Linked DNA regions of Capra hircus: region 2 is linked to region 1. The links are chromatin contacts, called in public Hi-C maps. All regions are on one chromosome and are shown on one strand. The core of a region is the stretch at or near the end of the contact, and the rest is flanking DNA. Distances in the headings are between cores, read along the strand shown.

The links. Hi-C and Micro-C count contacts between places; a contact is called where the count stands out from the background.
Region 2: a contact with region 1 is called in a Hi-C map of liver, with 2.2 times the contacts expected there. The contact joins two enhancer-like sites. A contact is called at or near these places in 2 of 5 Hi-C or Micro-C datasets (blood and liver).

Annotation. Positions count from the first base shown.
Region 1 is chr13:75,355,200-75,358,734 of ARS1.2, forward strand. It overlaps ZMYND8 (protein kinase C-binding protein 1), which reads right to left. Exons shown (of 22, transcript XM_018057984.1): 11 at 3,425-3,535. Among named protein-coding and RNA genes, the nearest start is that of ZMYND8, 64 kb to the right of the region's middle. Within about 2 kb of position 1,817, at least 1 of the 5 cell types and tissues checked has an H3K27ac peak or open chromatin away from gene starts, as enhancers often do.
Region 2 is chr13:75,407,025-75,410,435 of ARS1.2, forward strand. The region is part of intron 3 of ZMYND8 (protein kinase C-binding protein 1); the gene reads right to left. Among named protein-coding and RNA genes, the nearest start is that of ZMYND8, 12 kb to the right of the region's middle. Within about 2 kb of position 1,832, at least 1 of the 5 cell types and tissues checked has an H3K27ac peak or open chromatin away from gene starts, as enhancers often do.

The sequences.
Region 1 (3,535 bases), core at 567-3,066:
CCCCTCAGGGTGCACCGCTGGGGGGTGGCTGCAGCAGCTGAGCACTTGGCAGCTAGGTACCCACTTGTCTCCATCCTAAGCTCCCTCAGGGTTCATCATCTGGGTGTCTGTACTGGCTTGATGGCAGTACCGTCCTTTGTCTACTGATAGAGCAGGCAACATTTTTCAATAGCTAGCTGTAGGTATATGCCAGCTCTCTAAAGCTTATTCAGGCTGTTTAACTGAAACTTTCTATCTGTTAATCAGTAGCCACCCTTTTTCCCCAGTCCCCAGCCCCTGGCAACCACCACTCTACTCGGTGATTTTATGAACCTATCTCAGATACCTCCTACAATTGGAATCATGCAGTATTGGTGGAAAGGGCTTATTCCACTTTGCCCAAAGTCCTTCTGGTACAGCCGCGATGCTTCATCTTTCTTAAGACAGAACAGTATCCACTGTGTGCAGAGACCACATTTACTCCATCCATTCATCTCTCGATGGCCACCTAGGTTGTTTCCAGAATGGTGTTTTTTCTTTTTTTCCTTAACGCAAACCAAATTATCCTGGTGGAATTACCAAGATTCTTAAACACATATTCCATTTTTTAAAAATTACTTGGTTTGAATGGTTAATTAACAATCCTCTTAACAGCCATGTTCTGTCACAAGGACGGAATGCGAACAAGACACTCAGCTACATTAAAAGGCTCAATAGCTTAGTCAGTTTAATCCATTAAAAAAATAATAAATTCCCTCTGCCTCTGGGTTGGTAGAGTAAGAAAACAGTCTGGATCCTAGACCACACCTCCGAGAAGATAATTATTGCCCAAATCTCACTCTCATGCACTCAGACATAAAGAGGTTTCTTTTCTCTTTTAAAAATGCGATTCTCCACGGGACTAGAAGGAACGGACTAGAAAACCACAACCCTAAAAAGCGTTCTGAATGTGAGATAATTCACATGGATAAAAATGGGAAAACAGCCTATTAGCTTTGAGGTATGAGCTCTTCAACTCTTGATTCAGGCTAGTTCTATCTTCCTACCATCAGCCCTCACATCCTAGTGTGCTCTGCAGAAATCCACTAGAACGTGAGCTGCTTTTCTGGAATCAGCCACCCAAGTGAAGGCAGGCAGGAGATGGAAACAAAACCACCATGCTCTGGGGAAGGCAAGAGTAGATATAAGAGCATTCGGGGTGTGCCTTTGCGATACCTCATGCCCCTAGCCTCAACCCAGTGTGTAGATGGGAATCTGGTAGGAATCAGCATTTCCAAGGAGACCTCAGGGATTTCATAGACCATAAACTCAAGTCAGGTACAAAGCCATGGGGAGCAACACTTAGTGGGGACAGTGGGTGGGAAACTCACACCCGGTCTAATGCAAGGACCCCCTACTCAGGTGCTATCAGAGTGCCTTGGGAATGTGGACCCAACACCAAGTCTTCCAAAATTTTAAAGTAGAAAATATAAACTTTCTATCTTCTCTTTTCCCCAAATGTTAAGAGCATCTCCTTCCTATTTTTTAAGAGGAAACCACCAGGGAGAAACAAAGCCTGGCCATGGGGCAGAGTCCAGGGTACAGGCTGGCTACCCACAGCTCACAGCTCTTGGTGATGCTAGGTCACGATGCATATGAACACGGAACCCCTCAAAATACCCACCCGCACCCTCAGAGTGCTAGAAACTACCCGCTTCTCATCCGCTCCCACTTACTGCTGTCATTCTGCAGAGGACCGAGGAGCCAAAGGTGCAGCCAGGCAGAACGAGGGCTGGGCAGGAGCCAAATGCCCCCAGGGCCAGCGTCTGCGGGGCCTCCAGAGCTTTCAGCCGAGTGGGCAGGAGTTGGGACCAAAATGGGGCTCTGAGGAGCAGCGGGGAGCTCCAGGCGGCCCCAACAGCTGAGGCCCCTTCACTGGGCCAGCCTCCACTCTGTTGGTGAGGTGGAAGATGAGCCCCTACCTGGAGGGATACTGGGGAGACGCATCTGACCGGTACCCTGCACCCCCAGGAGCTGACCAGCCACAGTCACTGGGGTTGTACCCTCTCCCATTTTTGTCTTGCATTGGTGCCCTAAGTTCCATGAAGTTATTTTACAAGTGATTTCAGAAAAGGGTTTCTTTTTCTTAAAGAAGACCCAGAAAATACTGAAAGGGATATCCTATTTACTTAGTGACAGGAAGCCTCCAGGAGGCTATGTCTTGAGAGGCAACACAGTCACACAGCTGAGCTACTTTCTAATTCTGGGCCTTGGTTTTCCTATCAAGGAAATGGGGATAAAAGCAGCTTCTATTAAAAAAGGCACTTAAAACAATGTCAGCTGCCATAGTAGCATGCACTCGGCCTGGCACACAGCACACACTGAAAATATGTTTCTTTGAATGAATCAATGAATAAGGGAATTTCAGAAAGTTTCCCAACAAAAAATGGTCAAGATCAAAATATAATACTTGCCATCAATCCCAGAACCATCTCCACTAATTTCCATCTTGTTTCCTATCAATGCACTGCTTGGATTCCTGGTAAGTGACTTTGCAGATTACTTTGAAATTCGTTTGGTTTTTTTCTTCCCCCAAAGATGACAAGCAAAATTTTACAAGGAGCAATTATTTCAGATTCTGCTGTTGTTTCAAATGATAAACTGTATTTTCTGTATGTTCTATGGGTGGGTATAATTTTCAAAATATGTCTTTTAAATATACACACACACAAACACTTTCCAGCCTGTCTGCTAGGGCTCTGGGGGGAGTTGGGGGGGGTTGCCTCATTTAATCACAACATAACTTGCTGAAAGAGAGCCGGAGATATTAACCGCTGCTCATCTCTGTCTACCTGTTGTTCTGAAGCAGGTGGGGGGGCTGCGCTCTGCAGAGAGCCGCTATTAGCTAGAGTAATTCACATCTAGCTAGAATAATTCGATTCGCTAGGAGGGGGAGGGCAGGAAGGCTAGGAGAGAGGGCTCCTACCTGTCAAAACAGCAACCCCTTCTAATTTCCCATTTTAGCTCCACAGAAAAAGGAACAGGAGGGGACTACCCCACACAACGATGGGAGATTCATTTACCAGCAATCTGGGGAAATGTTTTTGATCCCTGAAAGCATTATTTTGAAAAGCAATTTGTGCGGTGATTTAATTTACTGCAGGGGGGAGAAAAAAAACAACAAAAAAAGAACAGCAGAGCTTAAAATAGCCGTGGAACCTATGCCCATGCTGGCTGCATCCACAAAATCACGAAAGCAAGATCCTTTCCAACCTACCTGAAAAAACGGAAGCCGGTGCACAATCAGGTTTAACACAGCCCAGGCCAGTATTTTTAAACTACAAGATCATCGGTGGGTATCATGACAATCAAATAATAGCTATGCCCCCCGCCCCTTCTCGCATTCATTGGCAGGATCAAAGGCTCACTTGGAGCTACGCATTTGAAGCCCGTGTTTAACTCCCACCTGTCGTGTTGTCCAAAGAAACGGGCATCCACCTGCCCATCTTTATCCCTCAGAGCTTTCGCAGGCCAGAATGGAAACCCCTTCAGTTTTGCCCAAACCAAAGGATGTGGA
Region 2 (3,411 bases), core at 582-3,081, 52 kb after region 1:
GGTGGTAATGGATCAGAATCAGGGACAACTGTAGGAACTCAATCTAACTTAGATACAGACAGAAATACTTACAGAGGTGCCTACATGTAGGTTCCCATACACATATGTGTTTCTTCACTCTGTCAGCTGAAAGGGCCTAGAAGCAAAGACCCCTCAGTAGCAATGAGGACATCCAGCACCCAGATCTTGGTTTCTAAAGCCATTCTCCAATAAATAACAGGGGGCCTTAGGGAAATGGCTAATTCTAGGCAGAAAATACATACAAGATGAGCCTATGTGGGGGTGGTGGTTTAGTCGCTAAGTCGTGTGCGACTCTTTGAGACCCCACACCAGGCTCCTCTGTCCATGGGATTTCCCAGTCAAGAATACCGGGGTGGGTGGCCAATTCCTTCTCCAAGGGATCTTCCTGACCCAGGGATGGAACCTGCGGCTCCAGTAGTGCAGGCAGCGTACTACTGTACGCTGAGCAACCAGGGAAGACCCAAACGAGCCTAAAGCATCCTCAGAAATGCCGAGAGCACTTCTGCAGTGGCAGAAAGGAAAACAGTATTCAATCAATCAACCGATCAATCGACAATGATGTCAAAGGGACACAGGAGCCAACTGAAAATGCTCCCAGTGGCCAAAGCTGGAACAATTTGAGCAACAAAATAAGTAAGTAGTACCGAACTATAACCCAGAGTATAAAACAGTTTAGTCCCTGCTGATATAGATAAATGGCTGCACAAACACATGAGGAAAACAAGACAAATCTCCCATACAGAAAAACACAAAATACTTTATGTAGATATTCTGGCCTTCAGGAGATGGGACGTGGCTCCCCACTCTGTAAACGTGGGCTGAGCACTGTGACTTCCTTCCAAAAAGGAAGAGGAAAAACCTGACAAACATCCCCTTCGCCAAGTGATCAAGGTCAACAGCACCAGAGGTGAACTATATTCACAATACATACCCTTGATATGACGTGATGAAAACGGCACTTTTAAAGCCTTCCTCTCAGAAACCCGTAATTCCAGTCTACTCCAGTCCAACTATGAGAAAATTATTACCCCCAAATGAGGCTCATCCTACAAAATACCGCCAAACTAGCAAAGCCATTGAAAACAAGGAAGATCTAACAAACGGTCACAGCCAAGAGGATTCTAAAGGAGACACGTTACTTAAATGCCATGCGGGATCCTGGGTGGGGTCTTGGAACAGACAAGGGATCTTAGTGGAAAAAAACTAAGGAAGTCTGAATGAAGCACACCAATTCATTAATTGTGACATATGAGCCAGACCAATATATGGTGTTAAAAAGAGAGGGGAAATGGTGTGCGTAACTATGTGTGCGGGGGGGCGGGGGCAGGAGGTAGTATGGGAACACTCTGCTTATCCAGAAACCTAAAAACTGCTCTAAAATTAGGTTTATTTTGAAAACCTATCAGAAAACGATGGAATGGCTCCGTGGGCTGGGTGGCCACCAAAGGCCTCCCTGAGGAGATGACGTCTGAGACGGCTCTGAGATGAGAAAACTAGTCAGCGGGACCTAGGGTGGCGTGCTCCCAGCAAAGGGCCCCCAGGGAGGAGGAGCAGGGAGCTCAAGTGAGGTCAGGTGCACAGAGCGTCACAGTAAACAAAAGAGAAGGAAGCTGAAGGGCTCAGGCCAGGCAGGTCGGTCACAGTGACTGCAAACTGGAGTCTGAGGGCACTGAAAGGGCAGCGGAGGGACTCAGCAAGAGCAGACAGATCCCATGAATGTGTTTTTCCAAAATCACCCTGGCTGCTGTTGGGAGAGGATGGGGCGGGGCAGATAAGAAAGAGGGACGGTGATGATCCCAGAGCAGTCACACCTCGGGCAGCCCAGACATAGGGTGAAGGGCCAGGAACGCCCAGGGGGTCGGCAAGAAGATGAGAAGCGGGGTCTCCACACACAGACGGACGGGCCTGAGCAGGCTGATAGTCCCCAGTTTGGACCCTTTTGGAGAACGACTGGGTTCCGGGCCCTTTCAGGCCCTGAGAGTTCAGGAAAGAAGCAGCTCCTTGGAATCAGAGCCTTGATTCGGTCCAATCCCATCCTACACTTCTGACCAGGGAGACATTAGCACTCGGAGCCTCAGTTTCCTCATCTGAAAATGGGAACACGACCTGCCACATCCTCCCAGGTTAAGAAAAGGCTCCTGGACCCTCCAAGCACAGCCTACATAAATGCCGCCAGGACGAGTTACCTTTACAAGAGAAGCCCAAGGTGGAAGGACTCTTGGAATCTAACCCAACAGCCCATTTTACAGATAAGAAAACTGGGCAGCGGAGCCAGAAAAGTGTCCGAGTGATGCGCAGATCAAGCACAAAGAGCCCGCCTCCAGCTCCCATTCTCTCGAGTTTCTTCTCCACAGGCAATTCTGACCACAAAGGGGAGCTGGGACCTGCTTCCCATCGGCAGCTGTCTCCGGACACCTTTTGTTCAGATTCCTCTGCGGCTCTGCTGCTGGTCTAGCCTGAGCTGGGTGGGGGCTGTGGGGAAGGGCAGCAGGCCTCAGACTGGGCCTTGTCTCCCTCCCAACGTCCTCTTCCTGCTCCCCAGGCACTGACCACCCACCCGGGCAGCCCAGCCTGCCCACCTCTTTGAACCAGGCCCAGACCCTGTCAGGCTGGCCAGACCCAACAACAGCCACCACTAGCTGACCCTCATCATCGCCCAGAATGACAGGCTGTCTTATAAAAATCCTCAAAAAGCTCTGTTGTCTCAAACACCTTTATGGAACCACGTTTTGTGAAGCTCTTAAGCTGGAAAGGACTCTTTCTGGCAGAGTCTGTACTCATCCTCTGTCTAGCCCTTCCAGCCTCTCCCAGCACAGGTACCCAGAGACTTGTCGAAGGCATAACAACACCATGGTACAACCACTTAGTTTGGAGAGGAGCATTTTCATCAACCTTCTAAAAGCACCCCTAAGGCAACGTGGGTAAGTCTCATACAGACCAAACAAAAAGTTATCAATATCACAATTAGAAGATCTTTGAGGCACCCTAACACAGGATTCTGAACAGAAGCACACACCCATGTTTACTCTGACTTGCAAAATTCTAACACTGGCCCCAGAATTCCAGGAGGTCCTACATTTTCCTTTACTCACTAACCAAGACCACCGTTTTCCAGGAAGTGGATCACCTTCATTCCACCTTCATGATTCCAAAAAGACCTTTTATTAAAATTGGAAACCAAGAAGCGGCTGGAGATGCCAGTTGCTTCTAGAACATGCTTTATTTAATTGATTCCCAAAAGTCACCCTGCAAAGAGCTAGCCAGCCATCCTCAGTCATGACACACACCACATAAAACTGACTGTTGGGACAATTCCCAACAGGTCAGAACACCTAGCCAGACATGCAAGGGAAAGAAAATCAGGAGGAGATTTCTCTATAAATGAGGGTC